Regions from separate parts of the Drosophila melanogaster genome. Here region 2 is linked to region 1. Evidence: chromatin contacts called from public Hi-C data. All regions are on one chromosome and are shown on one strand. The core of a region is the stretch at or near the end of the contact, and the rest is flanking DNA. Distances in the headings are between cores, read along the strand shown. Region 1 holds the start of INPP5E (Inositol polyphosphate 5-phosphatase E). Region 2 holds the start of ArfGAP1 (ADP-ribosylation factor GTPase activating protein 1).

Region 1 (3,605 bases), core at 1,025-3,524:
GAGATATGAACTCATAAGCTTTTAGACTTAATTTATTAAATTTACATACTTGGGTGGACTGTGGCCATTCATATTCCAAGTTCCCACAAAGACGGTAATCTCCTTTTGCGGCAGCACGCGGCTTAGCTCACTGGGACCCAAAAGGGAAGTTGATCCCAGCCTGCCATCCAGGTAACTTCGCTCCCTGGCGTTATCCGCCGGGATCAGATTCAATGCATGTGCCGCCATTAAAGTCTGGCGAGCCAGATTAGATCCCGAACCCTGTCTTTGGAGTGTCATGTTCTCGTGCGACATAAACCTCACGCCTGGCTGCTCCTCTATGTGTTCTATTCCATCTGGCTGAGTGGCTATATTCGGCGAGGACATGTGCTGTGGTGTGGTGGCTCTTTTAATGTCACCAGGTTCTGTGGCTGCCTGAAGAGGGGGTAACTCTTGTCCAGGTGGATAGAGCTTTAAACGCAGTCGGGATCGGCAGGCTGATACTGCCATGGGTCGAATGGGCGAGCGATTTTGAAGGCTTTCGCTCCGTGCCACCGAAGCGCTGGCCGCAGCAGGGCTGCAGTGGGCAAAGAAGGTTTTGCTGGCCACCGGTGATTCTGGCGCACTGGCACACTCACTGGACGGACGCGGTCGGTGTGAGGATCCTTCGCTGGAGTGCAGCGAGCCCGAGTTGTTGTCCACCATGCTCCAACTTAGCGAGAGGTTATCGCGCCGCAGAACACTGTTGCTATCCGGTATGGAGTTATAACGCACGGTCACCGGCGGTGTCATCGGTTTCTTTTCCGCCTTGCAGCACAGACTGAACTGGTGACTAAATCTATTGTGATTGGGTGAGCGATGCTTGGGCGACTTGCGCCGCATCACCACGTCGGCTCCTCCATCGCTTTGGGAACCAGCATCCGTACTGTGCCGGTGCGAGTGATTCTTTCCTTTCGAGGAACTTGGCTTTGCACGCCTGTGGAAGCTGATCAGCCCGCTGTGCGACTTCTCCAGCGGCAGCGTTTGGCTTTTGAGGGTGCTCCCATTGTTATTGACATGGTTTGCAGACGTATCTGCATTGCACTTGGCGAAACTGACATCGTATTGGCCACAGGCGGACACGGGTCTCTGTTGTAATCTTGGCGATTCGGGTGTCACGGGATGTGGCTCCACCTTACTAGGTCGCTTGCTCAGCAAACCGAACAGGGAGCTCGCGGTCTTGTGACCGGATCTGGGACTGCTGGTGGAACTGGTTATCCGTTCCTCACTTCCCGCGCTGCTGTGCTGCATGTTGGCTTTAGTCCGAACGAAATGATTCTATCATCTAAGGTGAAGGTGCTAAGTGGTTATCATGCCCCCCTTTTGTCAAGTTAATTCGCTCTATCTGCCGGATCTCTCGAACCGAGCTCATTGTGCGATGGCCTCTGGCTGCCGGCCATATAAATAGTAAAGCCAGACGTCATCGAGCGAGCACAATGCAAATGCGACTTTGGTCCGGCGTTCTGGCTGGTCGCAATGCAAATTATTTTGGGCTCGGCGATGACGTACACGAAATCAGGCTAATTGGGCTGACTGGCGGCGATTGCGTGTGCTGTTCTGTAAGATTTTAATGAAGGTAAACATTTAGGCGGGTTGGTAATACCAAGGGTATAATACACTTACTAACCTGCAAGCAACTAAATAAAAAAAACACATATGTGGGCAGATCCTTTGGGGCGAGAGAGCTGAAAGGATTCAGAAAATCAATATGCTGGGTAATAACTGTGGCGACACCGTCGCGATATATAAAATGGGGAGGATTGTGGGCGATTTGGGGGGTGGTTGGTCGCGGAAGGGTGGTCTTTGGCGACGACGTAACAACATTGGCATGCTGCGGCGCCCACGCATCCAAGCACTGAGCACTCAGCATCTGAACGTCTGAACACAAGCACAATATCCGTCGTCTGCTGGCTGATTCGATTCTCTGGGATCGAGAGATTTATAATTAGCAGACCATTGTTCCCGTCAGCGCAGCCTTGTTGTTCTTGTGTTGTTGGCCTACGTCTAGCATAAAAGCAGCAACAATAGCACATAGCACACATGCGATATTCAAGTTCAGGTTCAGGTGCGCATTGATTTCGCTCTTGGTGTGCTTTTCATGTTCCGCACTGGTACGCACTACCCTTCCACGCTGCTGTCACCTATGCGATTTATGTAATTTTTGTATGATTTACCGCGTTCCAATGTTGTTTACACCCAAAAACTCCGAGCAAGTGCGGAACTTGTCGTGGGAACTGCGATTTAGGGGTGGCAAAAGTGGGCAGCCAACTGCCGATAAGTGGGAGCACGTATCGATAGGTGCGGGCGGGGGTGTTTCAGTGGCTGGGTTGTGACACGATAGATTTAAAGAAATATTTCTTAAATATTAATTAAGATTTGTATTTAATTGTGTTTCCAGCAAAACGTACCAATGTAATATTTATTAGGTAAACATACATAACAAAGCGCTATATATTCAATACAAAATTGTGGGCCAAGTACCCTTCAAAAATTTATTAAGAGGAATTTATAACATTATTATTAAATGTACTTTATTATTTTTTACAATTATTTAATAAACCGTTTCTTATATTAAAAAAAATAATAAGGTTTAATTAACTGTATTATACAGCCACACTAGAAGTGCAATCGAAATCGACTTGCTATCGGTGCTCGTAAGGCGCATCACTAGTATTTCGTTTCGGTCGGTACGCGGTTCAGCGTTTTTGTTCAACGGATTAGCGCAAGTTAAGCACGATGGCGGCCCAGACGATACTGTTTGATTTCACGCTGGACAAGGACAAGACGGCGGATGAGGAGGCGCGCCTCCAGGTGGCCAAAATCCTGCGTAACGAGCTGGAGCAGCTGTTCCCCCAGCTGGAGCTGGCCTACTCGATGGAGTCGCCGGAAAACGGCTACTTTGCGGTGCTGCACGAGAACAAGGACACGGTGATTACCTGCCGCATCTTCCAGCACGGCCTGCTGACGCTCAACGTGGAGTACTTCCTGCCCGATGGCAAGGAGCCGAGCATATCCTTCGACGTACGTATTCAGTGCAATTTAGATTCCTTTAAAAAACTCAAAAAACAAGCAAGCAAACACCCGACAGCAGCACCACCACCCACATCTTTCTTACCCTCCCAGTTTCCGTGTCTCGGCTGATTAGTTGGGGAAAGGGTTTTCCACCCACCGGGTAAAATTGATTTTCCGCGCACTTGTACCCGAGTGTTGTTGCTTCATCATACATACATGTGGGGGTGTGTGCATGGCAAGTGGGCAACCATGTGGGTGGGTTGATTGGTTGTGTGTGTGAGTGTGTTCCTGACCACTCGGCGAGCTCAAATGGCCGGCACTTGGTCAGGGTCAGTTCGTCCGTCCTTGGCCTCAAGTGATGGCTGCCCCCATCCCAGCACTTTCACCAGTTTCTATTATCTAACACCTCTGAAGCACACATCACATACATAGCGATTTCAGCTGGGCTTTGCTAGGTTAACTTGTCGTTCCGGTCCCGTTTCTATGCTTTTCACATTTGGCCGGAGCACGTGGGTTGGGTTCGACTCGCGATCTATTGATTGGCGCCCCTTTGGGGCATGGTACCCATACTAATA
Region 2 (3,367 bases), core at 716-3,215, 140 kb before region 1:
ACTCAGGCCATAAGCCCAAAATCCAACCCTGGACTCTGCGAGCTGGGAGCTGAAACGAAAACGGATCTCAACGCACTGCCCAATGCCCAGTGGCGCTTTTGGGGGCGTGGCTGCGCCCAGCAAGAGCAGTGACAGAGCCGATAATGGATGCGCAGCAATGCCATTTCTGGCAGATCGGGGAGTACTCCGCGGCTTCTGATAAGACCACCACCAGCGGAGCACACTCGAAGAAATTAAGGGCGCCAACCAAATTCAAATGTATGCAGTGTTGTATTAGGGAAAAACATGGCATAAGTGAAGTTTAAACACAGATAACGGTATCTTTCAATGCTAAAAATTCTATATTTAGATTGAACAAACTTAGAAAATTTTGATTTACTAAAGAGATGTCTTCAACAGAAAGGAAGCTAAAGGAAGTAGTCTCATAATATTATGAACTAAAATCTAAGATCGTTTTGTTAACTACTTGATAGAATATGAAAGGTTATTTTCTCATCTGAGAAGTCTGTTATTTATCTCAGTGCATTGGATCCGCTCCGGCAGCGGGACAAGTAGTTGTTGAAAGCGTCGAGCGAGTGCCCAGCCAGGAACGCCCGGCTCTTTGGCTCACTGGCTCATCGGCTCACTTAGCGAAGGAAGGAGTCGTAAGTTGGCTGGGACGTGGCGATCGGCGGATCGATCGATCGGATTACCCGGCAGGCTTTTAAATTCAACACATCCTGCGGTCGCCGCGGCAATTATATGCTCGTTGCCGCTCGCATCCAGATCTGATCTGCCACGCCCCCCTTGTTGGGCGTGCGACGGCAATTATAGATCCGCTGAGATGCCAAAAGACGCTGACTTAAATAAATGCGCGAGTTTGGAAATTGAAAGGGAATTAGCGGTGGGCAGGCAGAGCCGAACTGCGGAAATATTGTGCATAATTATATGCTAATCCGAATGGCATTGAATTATGTGCAGACGCGTGTGGTCACCTACCTTTTGGACTTTTCCTCCAAGGGGCACTGAAAAATGGGGAAAAGGGAAATGGCTTTTAGGCGGCTCCAAATTCTCTCAGATTTGAGTTCCCTTTCATCTTTGGTGGCCCTGCCACCCGCGGTCTGTTTGCATTGAAGTCGATCATGTAAGTAATTTCCCCTGTCCGGGATTCAAAACACCGAAATCGAATCAAAATCCACCGACAGTCGGTAGGAGATTGATTACTGTTAGGAGTGTGATAAATCGCTGTTTTTATTAACTTTTTTCGGGATGACGCAGCGCAAATTGGCGGCGCTGCATCTCCAGTCGCCGCACGAGTACTGAAGATCTGGAAATCAGATCAGCGTGATAATGTATAATTTGTTGAAGGGTTTTCGGCGTGCTCGCAACAAAGGCGATGCCATCGAGTTGGGTTAATTGAATTTGCTGGAGAGCGGACAGAGATTTTTGTGCAATATTTAGCTAAAATATGTATGTGTATATTAACATTATTAACATTATTAACACATTAACATTAACATATGTTGGATAATGATGAATAAAAATGGTTTTCTAAATGTCTAATTTAATTTATATAATTTCGAAAATATTTGTTCTTATCTAACTTTTTTCGAAATATTTAGTAAATAAGCAGCTTGAATATATTATATGCAAGCTATATACAATAAATATAATACAGCAACAGAGTAAAAAAATATTTTATTGTTTTTATAAAACCGATAGAATTTTAAATTAAAACATTAAAACATGTTAAAGCTAATATTTTTAGGTTTTCTTTTATGAAAGACAGTTTCAAATATATTAAACTTGTTTGCTTAAGATATTTAAATATCCCGCTCATTTTCAATAAACTATCGATATATCGCAATTCCGAACGTTCCACTTTAGTTGCACTTTGGTCACACTGCAAAACAAAAATCCAAGTGGAACTTTGAGATGGGTAAATATCGATAGTATGCCCAACTTCCTTTGGTTTTCCATGCAATATTCGGTATATCGATGCTGTCGTGAGTGGTCAGCTCATCTCCAATTCCAAGTGGGACACGCTTAACACTTTTTTTTTGCCAATTTGCCATTAATTGCAAGCGTCCCAGCTGATCCAAAAAAATTCAAAACTCTGTTAAATGCGTTTGGCCAGGCGTTCGTCGCGATCCGTGGACTTTAAAGGCTCGTAAGCGTGTGTGAGAGCTTCAAATCGCCCCATCTCAAAGCCAAGATTGCACCCAAATCAGCGCCAGCGTCAGCAAAAGTTTCATTAGCAACTCGGTTATCAGCTGCGAAACTGAAGCCAACTGAACGCAAAGAGTTGGGCAATCCGCCAGAGCAGGGCCAGAAACCATAGAAACCAGTTGCCATGGCGAGTCCCAGAACGCGACGGGTGCTCCAGGAACTGAAACCCCAGGATGAGAACTCGGTAGGTTTGCTCCTTTGTCCACATACGCTAGATAAGCTTCAATTTCTTTGTTTAAAAATGACTAGAAATGCTTCGAGTGCGGTACCCACAATCCGCAGTGGGTGTCCGTGACCTACGGCATCTGGATCTGCCTGGAGTGCTCCGGCAAGCATCGCAGTCTGGGCGTGCATCTGTCCTTCGTGCGCTCCGTCACTATGGATAAGTGGAAGGACATCGAGCTGGAGAAGATGAAGGCGGGCGGCAATCGCAATGCGCGCGAGTTTCTGGAGGATCAGGAGGACTGGAACGAACGGGCGCCTATCACGCAGCGTTACAACTCGAAGGCGGCTGCTTTGTACCGCGATAAGATAGCCACCTTGGCCCAGGGCAAGAGCTGGGATCTCAAGGAGGCGCAAGGCCGCGTGGGCAGCAACAATAGCTTCAGCTCAGGTGGCTCCAGCAACAGCAGCTACCAGTCGCGACCCAGTGCAACAGGTTATGGCGGAAACGGAGGCTATCAGAATGGCGGAGGCGCCGAGCCTGGAGGCTATCAGCAGTACCAAACGCAGGAGTTCAAGGACCAGAAGGAGGAGTTCTTCAGCCGACGCCAAGTGGAGAATGCCTCCAGGCCAGAGTAGGATCTTAATGGCATATCTGTCCATTAGCTATGATTTATCCTAGTTGATTGTTTCAGAAACTTGCCACCGAGTCAGGGCGGAAAATATGCAGGTTTCGGGTTCACACGCGAACCACCACCGAAAACGCAATCTCAGGAGCTTTTCGACTCGACGCTTTCCACTTTGGCCTCTGGCTGGAGCCTTTTCTCCACCAACGCCTCCAAGTTGGCCAGCACCGCCAAGGAGAAGGCCGTCACCACCGTCAATTTGGCCTCGACAAAGGTGAGTCCTGCGCCTCAGCTCGTATATCTTTCAGATTTTGATTCCTTATTTGCCTATTCTCTTCGATTTGGTTCAATATTATGTTGATTTTGTATTC

What was found. A called contact is a pair of places that touch in the nucleus more often than the background predicts.
Region 2: a contact with region 1 is called in a Hi-C map of the Kc167 cell line, with 2.0 times the contacts expected there. A contact is called at or near these places in 10 of 107 Hi-C or Micro-C datasets (the D17-c3 cell line, the Kc167 cell line, the S2 cell line and 3 more) and 3 of 7 datasets of targeted methods (the Kc167 cell line and the S2 cell line).

Annotation. Positions count from the first base shown.
Region 1 is chr3L:12,276,324-12,279,928 of dm6, reverse strand. INPP5E (Inositol polyphosphate 5-phosphatase E) reads right to left here and starts at 2,274. Exons shown (of 5, transcript NM_140309.2): 1 at 2,193-2,274; 2 at 1,646-1,703; 3 at 50-1,575. The coding sequence starts at 1,269. It overlaps Sms (Spermine synthase), which reads left to right and starts at 2,678. Exons shown (of 4, transcript NM_168496.2): 1 at 2,678-3,039. The coding sequence starts at 2,755.
Region 2 is chr3L:12,416,178-12,419,544 of dm6, reverse strand. It overlaps ArfGAP1 (ADP-ribosylation factor GTPase activating protein 1), which reads left to right and starts at 1,965. Exons shown (of 5, transcript NM_079316.3): 1 at 1,965-2,392; 2 at 2,458-3,005; 3 at 3,066-3,270. The coding sequence starts at 2,333.